2 separate regions of the Oryctolagus cuniculus genome follow, and region 1 is linked to region 2. A link is a contact called in public Micro-C data. All regions are on one chromosome and are shown on one strand. The core of a region is the stretch at or near the end of the contact, and the rest is flanking DNA. Distances in the headings are between cores, read along the strand shown.

The links. A called contact is a pair of places that touch in the nucleus more often than the background predicts.
Region 1: a Micro-C map of ear pinna shows a contact between it and region 2, with 2.6 times the contacts expected there. The contact joins the promoter of GARS1 here to the promoter of ZNRF2 in region 2. A contact is called at or near these places in 2 of 6 Hi-C or Micro-C datasets (ear pinna and psoas muscle).

Annotation. Positions count from the first base shown.
Region 1 is chr16:21,852,538-21,859,622 of mOryCun1.1, forward strand. GARS1 (glycyl-tRNA synthetase 1) reads left to right here and starts at 1,913. Exons shown (of 17, transcript XM_051852876.2): 1 at 1,913-2,243. The coding sequence starts at 2,004.
Region 2 is chr16:21,603,580-21,610,750 of mOryCun1.1, forward strand. ZNRF2 (zinc and ring finger 2) reads left to right here and starts at 1,387. Exons shown (of 5, transcript XM_070059697.1): 1 at 1,387-3,736. The coding sequence starts at 3,247. It overlaps LOC138845868 (a long non-coding RNA gene), which reads right to left and starts at 4,016. Exons shown (of 2, transcript XR_011383132.1): 1 at 3,819-4,016.

The DNA of each region.
Region 1 (7,085 bases), core at 663-3,162, 250 kb after region 2:
TACTGTCTGCAGGTAACAGTTTTCAAGGGAAGATTGTTTCAGGAAGGTCTGCTCAGGGCCAGAAAGGGCCTAATGACGTTCCCTGGTCAGAGTTGTCTTTTAAAATTATCCCCGACGCAGGAGTGAGGAGGAGCAGGAGGGGGGCTGAGGAGGACTGGAGTCCCACAGGAATGTCCTCACGTGAAAATGGGTGAGACATCGTTGCTTTAAAGAGCTGAAAACAAAAATTAGATTCCAAGGATACAGAACTTGAGTGCCTTAACAAAAAGGAAATAAAAGTTAACACTGAAATGTGTTCACATCTAAAACTATTAAAACTTAAAATTTCTGGGGCCGGCTCTGTGGCATAGTGGGCTAAGCTTCTGCCTGTGGCGCTGGCATCCCATATGGGCACCAGTTTATATCCCTGCTGCTCCGCTTCCAATCCAGCTCTCTGATACGACCTAGGAAAGTAGTAGAAAACGGCCTAAGTAGCTCCTGGCTCCTGGCTTCGCTTTGGCCCAGCTCTGGCCATTGTGGCCATTTGGGGAGCGCACCAGCGGATGGAAGACCTTTCTCTCTGTCTGTAACTCTGCCCTTCAAATAATAAATTTAAAAAATCTTAAAAAAAAAAAAAAACACCACAGATGGGAATTGAAATTCCCCATAAATCGATAGCAGGCTGATTTGAAAAATTCAAAATTTCATAAAAATTATAACGAGTAAACACCAAACCTTGACATAAAAGGTTTACAAATGTGAATTGCTGAATATTGCAGAAGGTTCTATAGCCACCTGCCCTGCTTACGAAACATTAATTCCTTAGAGCCAATAATGAGGACAGGGAGGAAGCCACACACTTCCCCTGCACTGCCGGAGAGCGGTGTGTTGTCCACGGCAGACTGACCGCATGTGGATCACAGGGAGGCGCGCGTGGTCAGCTCCGGCAGATCCGCCCTGCAGCAGCCACTCCACACCCCCCGAGCAGCCTCGGGCTGTCCCGCAGATCACTTGGCATCTTCCCTCACCTTCACTGTGGCAGTGCTTGTGGTTGTGCGCCAGGCTGTCTTGATAACCAACACAGTATTTTCCTCTTCCCATTCTGTGTGTGTGTGTGTGTGTTGGGGGCGGGGGGGGGACCCCAGCTTTTGCAGCCAAACCGTTGTGGGGATATAGGGACCCCCGAATTACGCGGGGGTGGATCGGGAGCCCTGAGTGGACTCCCAGAGATGGTCCAGGGTCTTGTCTTCCCGCGTGTTACAAATCCACCGGGGGGACGCAGATCGAGGTGAGCAGAGAAGCAGGATTCACGGACAGGCACAGAGGCGGTGCACACTCCGACCCGGCTGGACTCAGGGCAGGGCCGGAGGGAAGATTCCGAGGAGGCAGGGCGTGGGTGGGGCTGCCGCGCACGTGCTGACAGCCTGGAAGGCGGCGTGGGGTCCGGCCGCTAGGATCCTGGGCACCCCGCAGGGGCGGAGCGCAACTCGCCTTCTCCCAGGCCTCCTTCGCTTTGCACAGCCTGGGTCCCGACAACGGCGGGCTCGGATGCGTGTCGCCCGGCAAATCACTAACCTCGGGGGCCCTTTCCCTCTTCCGAGCTTGAACACCACCGGGTCCCTACCTGCTGTGGAGGCTTACGACCCCTTTAAAGCGCAGGCGGCGAGGGAACAGGCACGAGTGCGCGTTCAGGCGGTCCAGGCAAGCGGACAGGCCCCCGCTGCCGGTGCCTGGGCACGGCGGGTGGAGCCGTGGCCCTCCAGAAGGTGCCCTGCTCACCCTCCAGAGCCGGCCTGACTTGCCTCTGCGCTAACCCCGCCGGCTCGCGGCCCTTCCCAGCACTCCGGCCCTTCCGGGACTTTGTGTCGAATCTGCCGGCGGCGAGCGGGCGCCGCGGCGCGCGGCGGGGACAGTGCGGCTGCGCGCGCCGCAGCGTTGACGCGGCGATTTCATCATGCTCCGGGCCGGGCAGCGCGCGCCGCTTCCGCCGCAGCCCCTTGCGTGCCGCCCAGCGCCGCCGGCTCATGCCCTCTCCGCGCCCGGCGCTTCTTAGAGCCGCCCGCTCCGTCCTGCTGCTGCTGCCGCCGCCGCTGCCGCCCCGGCTCCCGGCCCGGCTCTCGCGTCCGCCCCGCCGGCTGCTCAGCTCGCCCGTCCGCGCCCCGATCTCCGTCCCCGCCGCCGCCGCCGTTGCCTCCCGGAGCAGCATGGACGGCGCCGGGGCTGAAGAGGTGCTGGCGCCTCTCAGGCTAGCCGTGCGCCAGCAGGTACCGGCGTGCTGCGCCCTTTCCCAGCCCTGCCCGTCCTGCCCCCCCCTCCTCCCCGGGCGCCTGTCCACCTCGCCGGCTGCCCCTCTGCCTTCACCCTTCTTCCTCACCGACCCCGGTGGGACCTAAGTCCCCAGTTGCCGGCCGACCCTGGTCCTCCCCTCTCCGTGGGTGGTGACCTCCTCGGACGTCCGGCGAAGCTCCTTTCCCCTCCTGGCTCCGACGGGGCTGGGGTCGGAGCGTGGGTCCCCCTCCTGTCCTCGTTGAGGAATCCCAAGGTGGGCTTCCCCGGCTGCGCGCCCGGTGCAGCCCGGGTGGCGGATCGCTCGGCTGGGGCCAGGCGCTCGGTACTCTGCAGGATGCGCGCGTCTGCTCCCTGCCGGTTCCCCGCCTGCCTTCGGGGCCGGGTTGGAGTGCGGCGATCGGCTGTGGATGTGGGGAGGTGTCCAACTTTCTCTTCTGAGAAGGATGTGAGTTCCTCGTGCTTCGCCCCTGGCATCATCTCCGGCTGCGGTCGTAGCCCCGGGAGGCTGTGACTGGGGCTGAGACCCTCGTGGTGGGGAGCAGGCCTCCTCTCCCTGGGGCTCCGCGTACACTCGAGCATCGAGAGGGGGGCAAGGGGAAGATGATTTCAGATGGCTCGCACGTCCACTTGGGTAGAGCCAGAAGCTTGGAGTAGGACCCCAGGGATTGATGACCTGGTAGTAATCGCCAGACGGGTTTCTCCTGCGCGGGCGCCTGATGCAATAATTTTTCTTTGCTGCGGAGCGTGGAACTGGGATATAATCCGCTGGGGCATAGCTGCTGTAAATTCAGTGACTCCTGCCACTCTGCGGTCTCTTCTCTCTGCTCTGAGCCCGAATGACTTAGAGTTCTGATTTTGAAGTCTCGCCATGAGCTGAAGTTTTAAATTCATTGTTTCCAGCTTCACCGACCAAATAAAATTAGGTGTGGTTCCTTTGTCCTTTCTGTAACTGTCATTTTTTTTCCTTCCATTTAGAAGGGAGAAGACATCTGATTTGGAAAAAAAAAAAAAAAAAAAAAAAAACAGCCCAAACCCCTCCCTCTGCCACGTTAGCCTGGAAGTGCAGTGCAAATTATCCAACCTTAGGAAGACTGCATCTAGTTAACTGAGTAAACTTCGATTGTGGAACAGCTTTTGGTTGTTGCCACCTCCTTGTGTATCGGTTTTGTTGGCTTGATTGCTTTTTTTTTTTTTTTTTGGTACTTTAAAATATTTTCTTTTTCTAATGTCCCAAGACCACACATATGTCAGTTACGTGCCAGGAATTTTGAATCATACTGAGTCCAGGGGCAGTGGAAGGGAATTTGAATTTCATCTGGGGAAGCCTCCTGTTTGTGCATAAGGGAAATGAGACCTCCTGTCACCTCGACCTGTCTTACAGATTTCCCTCGTAAAACTCGTGCACTTGCAGCCGACCCTGGAGTGGGGTTTTAGGGTGCTTAATGACTCATTTAGAGAGTGGTGTGTGCTTCATGTATATGTGCTTATTTGGGAAATGAATGAGCGAGCCTGTGACTTCAAGAAAACAGCTGTGTTTGTGGCCAGTGGTAAAATTCAAGTGTTCAGGAAATTTTAGCATTGTGGGAAACTTGTGTCTGTTCTCTGCCCTTGGCGGCTGACTCCTTGGTACTGAAAGATTGTTGTGATGAGTGATGTTTTTAACAAATGTGGGCTTTGGGGGTGCAGTGTAATAAATGGGGGATATTTGGAAGACCTGCATTACTCAGTTAACCTGTATTTTCCAGATACTGTAAAATCAGGTATTGGTAAAAGATTAGCTCAAAGTCTTAAGATACATTAATGGATTTAATAGAATACAAAAAGTTCATTACTATAGCTTCTGAGTTAAAAGTAATCTTTAAAAAGCTACCGCCTGTGGGAGTTTTGATAGAGTGTTAGAAAGTCTGTAATACTCACTTCCCACATAAGGTGCCTGAGTTTGGTGCCTGGCTCCGCCCCCATCTCCAGCTTCCTGCTGCTGTGGACCCTTGGAGGCGTGATCATAGCTCAAGCAGTTGGGTCCTTGCCACCCACTTAGGTGGCCTGGATTCAGTTCCTGGCTCCTGGCTTTAGCCTGGCCCAGGCCTAGCATTTGGAAAGTGAGCCAGGGGCTGGGAGCAAACACTCTCACTCGCTGTCTGTCTCCCAAATAAATACATTTATAAAAAATATCCATTATTTTCTGAAAAGCTTTTAAAATTCTTTTTCTAACTATGTACGAATCTCTAAATGTGCTTTATCAAAACATGATATTGTAAAAGAAGCAAGTATGAAAGTCTAGCTGTCTTGTATTAAACTAGAAATTAAGAAATGCAACGTTATCACTGTTCTCACTATTTTAAATTTTATTTTGGAAAATACTTATTTTCACAAAAGTGTTATTTTATGCATGTTAGCATATATTAAGCGTTTTAAGAATGAATTAGTATTTTTAAACTTCCTGTTTTAAAATTTTTTTAAAGATTTATTTATTTATTTGAAAGAACACCAGAGCGAGTGAGATCTTCTATCTGCTGGTTTATTCTCCAAATGGCCACAACAGCTGAGGCTGAGCCAAGCTGACGCCAGGAGCCAGGAGCTCTGTCCTGGCCTCCCACGTGGGTGGCAGGGGCGCCCAAGCACCTGAGCTATTTTCTGTTGCTTTCCCTAGTGCATTAACAGGAAGCTGGATTGGATGCCACCGAGACTGGAACTGGCACTCGTATATGGGATGCTGGCATTGCAAGCAGTGGGTTAAGTTACTGTACCACAATGTTGACCCCTCTTTTAATTTCTAATAAAGATGCTCTTCAACTTATGTTGAGGATTATGTCCCAATAATCCCATTGTAAATTGAAAATATCCTAAGTCAAAAATGCCTTGGGTGCAGCCGACTGCTGATCACAGCTCAGCGCCACAGTGCAGGGTAGGGTGCTGGTTGTGTCCTTTGTGATCATGCGGCTGTTGCCCGCCCAGCAGCAGGAGAGAGTCATGCTGTATGGCTAACCTGGGAAAAGATGAGAGTTCCAAGTGCAGGCTCAACTGAGTGCATACCTTTTTTGCACCATCATAAAGTCACCCGATAGCCTACATAAACAGAAGCTTTTGGGGGTTTTCAGTGATTTTTGACAGTACAGAGAAGTCCAGAGACTCCAGGATTTGAATGACTGCTTCTAGGTGGGTGGAAGTGTCTGATTTTTATATGAAGAAACATTTCAAATGCTGTCTAGAACACAAGAGTTCCCCAGAAACTCCCCCTTCCCCCAGCTTGTGTGTGTGTGTGTGTTTACTTTACAGCCTTGGTTTTTATACTGTACCTTAATGTCTCTACTTTCTCCTGTTCCCACTCTGCCTTTGGTCCCCACCATGGCCCTTGCCTTGTTCCCCAAGAGGTACTTTTCTGTGATCAGCATATCATATTTGGCCTGTCTCCTGAATTTATCCGTGGACTACTCTGTGCTGTCGCGAGTTGCTCCCCCTACCGTGGGATTGTCTCAGTGTTAAGTGAGGTCTAGTGGCTGAAGGAATGTATGTCTCGAGGTCTCAGTGCAAAGCAGGACCTGTTGAAGTGACTTACGTCTGATCTGGGAGATTATGGGAGAACTGGTGTGGAGATGTGGTGAGCTGTTTTCAGTGTCATTGTCTAGATTTGAAAGGTCACTCTGAAATGATTGAAGTAGGTGTGACTTGATGCCCTAACAAAACACCTATGGAGAAAAATAGCCAGGAGGGATTTTAAAAAGCGTTTATTTTCATCAGCTTGAAAGGCAGAGAGAGAAAGACTGACTTTCCATTCACTGGTTCATTCCCCCAAATCCCCTCAACAGCCCAGGCTGGGCCGTGGTTAGGTCAGGAGCTTGGAGCTGTATCTGGGTCTCTTGTGTGAGTGGTGAGAGCCCAGGCACTTGGTCGTCATCTGCTGCCTCTCAGGATGCATCAGCAGGAAGTGGGATGGGAGGCAGAGCAGTGGGGACACCAGCCAGCGCTCTGACATGGGGTACACCAACCAGCGCTCTGACACGGGGTGCACCAACCAGCGCTCTGACACGGGGTACACCGACCTGCACTCTGACACGAGGTGCACCGACCAGCGCTCTGACACGGGGTGCACCAACCAGCGCTCTGACACGGGGTGCACCAACCAGCGCTCTGACACGGGTGCACCAACCAGCGCTCTGACACGGGTGCACCAATCAGCGCTCTGACACGGGTGCACCAATCAGCGCTCTGACACGGGTGCACCAATCAGCGCTCTGACACGGGTGCACCAACCAGCGCTCTGACACGGGGTGTGGGTGTTCCAGGCAGCAGCTGAACCTGTGGCACCATAGTGCCTGTCCTGGGAAGAATTCTTTTAATTTTTTTTTTTTTAAACTCGTAGTGGAACTTAATAATTGTCCAGATAGGAGAGGATCTGAAGAATTCCTAGGTGAGCTTTTTTGTATACCCTTGCCTTTTTTTCTGTGTTGAAGAGAATGAAATACCGAAATTCAGCCTGACAGTTCAGAGTGTAGGCTGTGAAGTGACCTTTGCAGAATCTGGATCCACTCTGTTGTCTGTAAGCTGGTGACTGGAGCTTTCTGTGCCAGGTCTCTTCATCTGTTACAGGGGCAGGGGCCTGTATGCGTTAGAGGGAGCATGTTCCTGTACAGTGCTAAGGAGGCTGCCCATGGTCTACAGTAAGCCTTATTCTGAAACGGCCCTTGCTTATTGCACTGGTGGTTTTAGCAAACCATCGCTGGCATGAAACATATTTTCTTGTGATTGTGAGCTTGGAAGCATTTTGAATCTTTGGAAGATAATTGATATGTTTTGAACTTAGATAAGATAGAAAATCC
Region 2 (7,171 bases), core at 137-2,636:
TGAAAAATGAGAACCACTGAGTTGTTGATAAATGACAGTTCAAAATTGCTTACTAAATTTTCGCTTGAAATTAAAGTCACTGACCGTAAGAAGTAATTATAATTCAATATATGGAAATTAAATTTTTGAAACATTTATTCAATAGCAGAGTTACAGAGAGAGAGCTCTTCCATCTACTGGCTTATCCTCCAATGGCCACAATGGTCAAGGCTAGGCCAGGCTAAAGCCAGGAGCCCATAACTCCATCTGGGTTTCCCACGTGGGTGCAGGGGCCAAAAGTATTAGGGTCATTTTCAACTGCTTTCCCAAGCACATCAGCAGGGGGCTGGATCAAAAGTGGTGGGAATCAGTGCCCACATGGGGTGCCAGCACTGTAGGCCATAGCTTAACTCACTGCACACAACACTTCAATGTCATCTTCAGATGATTCCTCTGTGTACTCAAGTTTGCAAAGCACTCATTTAGACCATCATTTGTCAACTGCAGATTAAAACCCATTAGTGGGTTATAAAATCAGTCCTGTGGGTGGTGAGCAGGATTTTACAAAAGTAAAATAGAATGGAACAGAAAATGGAGTGGCTCCATGTGACATGGGCATTATCTCATAAAGCTTGCTTCAGTTCTGCCAAGGGGTGTACACCCCTGTGGACTGATTTGGACGACATAGTACTTCAGTTTTTGCAGAACCGGAAGGGTTTGTTAATGAAGCTATCCATTTTAAGTGAAGTCTGAACCATTTGTTGGATGATGAAACATCTTGACAGTTTCATGGGATTGCCGTTAGGTTCAGGGATTCAGAGGGCTGAGGAGAGCAGAGGGTGGAGACAGAGCGCCCACCACGAGGGAGCCGTCCAGGAGTCCGAAAGTGACCTCAAGGGAGGACTAGGGAGGAAGTACCTGCATGCACTCGATGATTCATTCTCATTTACTGTGCCATCACAGGTCTCAGGCGTTGTGTGAGACAGAAGGGGTACAGATGTGAGCTCCACCCTGGGTCCCACTGTTTAGTGACAAGAGGTCTAATACTGCAATCCGTGCTGCTCTACAGCACTGAACGGACACACAGAAGGCAGTCTGTGATGGTGGGCCGGGGTAGGGGGGCTGCAGGGGCATCTGTAGGGAGAAGATGCTCAAACGAATGACGACCACATGTTAACGTGATATTCCATGTAAAAGCATTGAGTCGCTTTGCTCTCACACTTAGTGTGCATGTGTACATCCATAACCATTCATATATTCTTCATGTACATATATTCTTGTTCAAAAACGTGATTACCATGCCCTTTGAAAGAATGAGAAAATCATTACATAAATGGCTCATTGCAAACATGGGGAGCGAGGAGGGAAGACCAAGTATTTCTGTCATTTGTACAAAAATATTATTTTCTTTTTTTAAATATTTATTTATTTACTTGAAAATCAGAGTTACACAGAGAGAAAAGGAGGGAGGGAGGGACGGAGGGAGGGGGAGAGAGAGAGAGGGAGAGAGGGAGAGAGAGAGAGAGGCTTCCAATCCCTGGTGCACTCCCCAAATGGCCTTAATGGTGGGAGCCAGGAGCTTCTTCCAGGTCTCCCACATGGGCGCAGGGGCCCAAAGACTTAGGCCATCTTCCTCTGCTTTCCCAGGGCATAGCAGAGAGCTGTATTGGAAGTGGAGCAGTCAGGACTCAAACTGGTGCACATACGGGACGCTGGCACTGTAGGCGCCAAACCCATATTATTTTCACATAGAGGATACGTCAAGGCTTTTCAGCATAGGTGGGTCGAATGTCCCGACCACGCTCGGCAGTCAAAATGCCACTCCATAGTTAAGAACACACTGGGAATTTTATTAAATCCCATTTTAGAGAAACGACAGGATTTTATGGCAGCAGACGCCCTAGGGTTTTAACACAAATATTCCAGGCAGGGAAGCTAAAACCCAAAAAGGTTAAAAAAATTGCTCCCTATCCATAACTTAGCCCTAAGGGGCAGGTGGGATCAACCTTAGCTCTCCCAGCTCCGCTCTGCCCCAGGCCCGGGGCTCCTTCAGGTCCGGTGGGCAGCCGCCGCCTTGGTCCTGTCTCCTGATTCCGCTGTTCTGTCAGTGTTAGCAGCATTGCGGAGCCTCTGGTTTTCATCTCTTAAATCAGCGTGTAAGGTAACACACACCCAAGTCAAACGCTCGGGACACAGGCACAGCCTTCACGCTCCAGCCTGCACACGCTCTTCTCCCGGGTCCGCGGGCCACGTGTGGAAGGAGGGGCCGCCTTCTGATTGGCGCCCCGAAGGACTCTATCCTCCAATCGGCGTAGGGCCAGAGGTGGCGGAGGGGGCGCGCCCTGGCCGGCGGGGCGGGGCCGGCGACTTGTCCATCATCGAGTCCGCGGGTGGTGGCAGCACCTACCACACCGCCTTACCTTGTTGAGGCGGGGCCGGGGCCGCGCGAGGCGGAGCCAGATCGGCGGGAGCCAATCCACGGGACGGAGCGAGGGGGGACGGGGGCGGGGTCTTCGCACGCAGCCCAAACACACGGGCCCGGGCGCACCCTGCAGCCGCGCGGTTTCTCGGCCTTCCGGTGTGAAGCCGGGGGAGCCTCCTCCCTCCTGGGCGCCCCCGCCCTACCGGCCCTCCTTCGGCCTGGAGAGGGGAGGGGGAGGCCGGGAGGCGGTTGCCGGGAAGCGCGCGCCGCCCCTCCGTCGCCTCCTCCCTTCACGCGCCACCCGTTTTCCCTCTTTCTCCGTTAATAACAGCTGGGTGGCGGGGGGAGGAGGGAAGGTGGCCCCGGCGGAGGCTGGGCGGGCGCCTCCCACTCAGCCGCGAGCCGCCGTGGGAGCCGGAGGATGGCGGCGGTAGCAGCGGCCGCCCGGGAGGAGGCGGTGCCGAGGCCCAGGGCGCAGAGCGCGGCGGCGGCGGCGGCGGCGGCAGAGCGCGGCAGCGGCCCGTCGTGGCGCACCAGAACCGAAAGCAGCGGCAGCCGCGCGGCCACCTGAGCGAACCCACCCCCGCCTCGGCCGGCGAGCGGCGCCCGCCGCCGGGCCCTCCCTCCTCGCCTCGCTTCGCCTCCCGCGCCCGCGTCAAGTCACCGGCCTCGGCCGCGAGAAGAGCGCGCGCCGGGCACCGACCGCCCCTCGGGGCGCCGGGCGGCGGCCCTGGACGTGCGGGGGCCCCTGTGGGCCGGCCGCGGAGCCTCGGCCCTGCCCGCTCGCTCCCGCCTTCCCGGAGCTCGGGGCGCCGCGCGCGGGCCCGGCCCGGGGCGAGGCGGACATGGGCGCCAAGCAGAGCGGCCCGGCCGCCGCTAACGGCCGCACCCGCGCCTACTCGGGCTCGGATCTACCTTCCAGCAGCAGCAGCGGCGGGGTCAACGGAACGGCGGGCGGCGGCGGCGGCGGCGGCGGAGCTCGGGCCGCGGCCGCGGGCAGGTTTCCGGCTCAGGTGCCCGGCGCGCACCAGCCTAGCGCCTCGGGCGGCGCCGCGGCGGCCTCGGCGGCCCCGGCGGCCCCGCGGAGCCGCTCCCTCGGCGGGGCCGTGGGCAGCGTGGCGTCGGGGGCCCGCGCGGCGCAGTCCTCCTTCAACATCCCCAACAGCAGCAGCGGCCCGTACGGCTCGCAGGACTCGGTGCACAGCAGCCCGGAGGACGGCGGCGGCGGTGGCGGCGGCGGCAGCGGCAGGGACCGGCCGGCGGGCGGGGGCCCCGGCGGGCCGCGCCTGGTGATCGGCTCCTTACCAGCCCACCTCTCGCCGCACATGTTCGGAGGTACGGCCCCCTTCCCCGCGCGCCCGGCCCCGCACGTGGGCCGCGGCCACCGGGTATTTTTGCCCTTCTCCTTTTCGCTTACCGTCTTTGGGTGCTGGGTCTCCGGCGCCCGGGCCGCTCACAGGGAAGGGAGCGCACTTAACCCCTGCGGTGCCGCGGCCGCCGGTCGTGCACCTGCACGCTCACCCGGTGGCTGCCCCCTGGAGAGCCGTGAGGGCGGGGGGAGTGGAGCAGGTGCTTCTTTAAGACCGACCAGCATCTCTCGTGGTTGTGGCTTGCAGCCCCCAGGGAGGCAGGAGGAGACCCGGTGCCAAATGTGGTTCTGTCTGGGAACTTGGTGTGGGGAGCGGCACTAAGGGCCCGGAGTCAGGGGCTCTCCGACATTGGGGGATTCGAGAAAGCGGGGAGTTAATAGCTCTTTGGAGCGAATGGTTTCACCTACTGTGTACTTTTTAGTTGCGTGAGGGCGGTAGCAAAGTGTGTTCTTTAACCCAGCAAACCGCTTCTACAGACTATGGTTAATGTGCTTAATTTGGACGTAAAAAAAAATTAATGGGCTTAATTTGGACGTAAAAAAAATCGCGACCAGTTTCTTAAGGAGGGACGCTAAAAATGATTACCACTCTGCCCACAAGGTGCAGTAGCTGGCCAGGAGCTTTAGGAGAGCAGGGTTGCCTGGAGTTAAGTGGCTGATGAGACAGGGACGTTCTTGCTAGCAAAGCCATGTTCTGGAGGATGCACTGGGTCTCAGGAAACTGAGCTCGGCCTGTCCAGTTGTGTTTTTTGGGCTGACCTCCTTCCAGTCGGGCAGTAGTGTGTGACTGTCCTCCCTGCCCCCCACCCCCGACCTGATACCAGGTAAATTCATGATGGAGTGCGGTGGAAATCTCGTCTGTCCCCCCCCCCCCCCCGCGCGCGCTTTGGCCCCTTGGGGAGCGGAGTTGGTGAAGTGCAGTGTTGTGGTTAGCTACCCTGCCTGCTAGCCTGAGTTAGGATGGGAACCTCGTGTGTCCCGGCTCTGCAGTCCTGCTGTCACACTCACTGCACGACCATGCCTGCCTTGCTTTGTTGTAATTTCTGCGTATGTAAACTGAAGTGTTGGTGTTTACTGAAACTGGTCCATCTTTTAAAACTGTCTTGTTTTCAAGGAGTGCTGCTTGTGTCCTTACGTGATTTGCTCACAGCTGACGCGGGTGAAGGTGCTGTGGGCACCGTGGGGAGGAGTGCTGGTTTCCTGGGAACTGCAGACTGGCTGAGAATCAAGGATTACTGGCTTTTAAAGGGACTTATGTTTTTGAAATGAAAATTCTCACTTAGCAGTTATGATCATCAGAAGATACGGATGTTGGAAACTTGCTAGAGGGGAAAGGCTTGTCAAATTAATAGTTAATAGTTATTCAACATACAGACGATTTTTCACTTCTTAAAGTGCTGATCTCTCCCTTTGGCAGTATATTCATATGCATTTAGTGTAAATATATTCCATTCAGAGCTGGAGACAGTTGACACCCACAGTAAAGTAGCCAGTGACAAAGACCTAGTTGCTGAAAGTTGAAGGAAAAGTATATATCTTTTTTCTTAACTGAGTTCTTAGATTTGTGCACTTGGAAAATAGTTCTTTTGGTGCTGCCGGGCTTAGGATGACTTGAGGATTTTTAGCAGGACAGTGACACTGTCTGAGGACCTCGTGACAGCCTTCTGTGTGGGTCCTTGGAGAGAATTGAGCCCTAATATCCTAAGGTGTCTGTTGTGTGCAGTGAGGTGATTTTTCTCCAATACCATGATGCAGGTGAGAAAGCTAGGTTGAGAAAGGCTGGAAGCAGGTCTGAGAAATTACCTGTTCTTATATGATGGAATCAGATCAAAGTGCCACGGCCTTAAATGCTGTTGGGACAGGGAGATGGAATAAGGCACTGCCTTAATGAGATTTGTGGATGAAAATTTTTTTAATTTTATTTATTTATTTATTTGACATGTAGAGTTATAGACAGAGAGAGACAGAGAGAAAGGACTTCTGTTGGTTCACTCCCCAAACGGCCGCTATGGCCGGCGCTTGCGCCGATCCGAAGCCAGGAGCACTTGGGCCATCCTCCACTACCCTCCTGGGCTACAGCAGAGAGCTGAACTGGAAGAGGAACAACCTGGACTAGAACCCAGCGCCCATATGGGATGCTGGCGCCACAGGTGGAGGATTAACCAAGTGAGCCACGGCGCCGGCCTCCATGGATGAATTGTTAAGGAAAATAGAAACATATTTCTCTTCCTCCTTAGATTTCAGGAGCTAGGTGATAACTCATTTTAAAATTAGATGTTCTTATACTTCAGGTCAGTTTTTTAGTATATGTTATACTATGTGAATGTGTTTATGCAGTTACAAATTGTACAAATGTTTGCACATATATAAAGTAATTCCTGAAAATCGAGGGAGTATTTTGAAGTAATGGAAAGTTATTATTTTAATTTGGAGGTTATTTTGATTTTATTATTAATGGCTCCAAATAAGAAAAATTTAGTGAAAATTAACCTCCTTTTTTGGACTGTCATAATTTATTGAAAATGAAACACTAAAGGTAAACAATACCACTTTTTTTTTTTTTTAAAGAATCTGCCAAGTCAAATTGTTAGTAGCTCCATCTTAATGAATCACCAAATTGAAAAAGAAGGTTTTCTATGTTGGTTTTAAGCTTTGCTCTTATTTAGATATATTTAGGCTGCATGCACTCTTAGTTCTTTCTAGAGAACTGGAACACAGCTGCCTAATTCAGATACTTCAGTTTGCAGAAATTTAGAATTGAGTTATGGGGCATCGGTATACAATTACAAAAGAGTTTTTGGGTGAAGTAGGTCTTTTGTTATTTGTTTACTGGTGAGTTTGATACTATTAAAAATGAACCAGCGTGTTCTCCTGACTACTACTAGTATTTATCTTTGTTTTAGAACAGGGTTCAGTCCAATATTTGTTAGCCTAGGTAGTATCTTAGAATTTGTTTGGCTTTATTGTATGTCTGTTTTTCCCACTATGAAGTTGCTGATGTTCATAAAACAGTATGGGTAGTGAAAGAACCTCTGTTTCTACATCAAAGATGCAAGTGTGCATGTGTTGGACTATAAACATATACCAGTGGAGATTATTTCCAGAGGAATTATGTAGACTTCCATATGGATGCTGGGTTCGCAAGTAAGAAACACATAAAATGAATTAGTTGGAGATAATCAACCCTTGGTACTGTGTTGCTTTTGTCCTCCTAAGTATCTGGCGCTTGGTGGGGGTGTGGTTTGCTTGATTGTAATTGAGGTACCTCCTGTTACTTAGGAAACATTTTTGCTTGTATTGAAGGAGCGTGTATTATTTCTTAAAACTGAGTATGTTTAATCTATTTCTAGAGAAAGATTTATTTCTTTAAATTTTCAAGACAGGTGTCGAATTTTATGGTG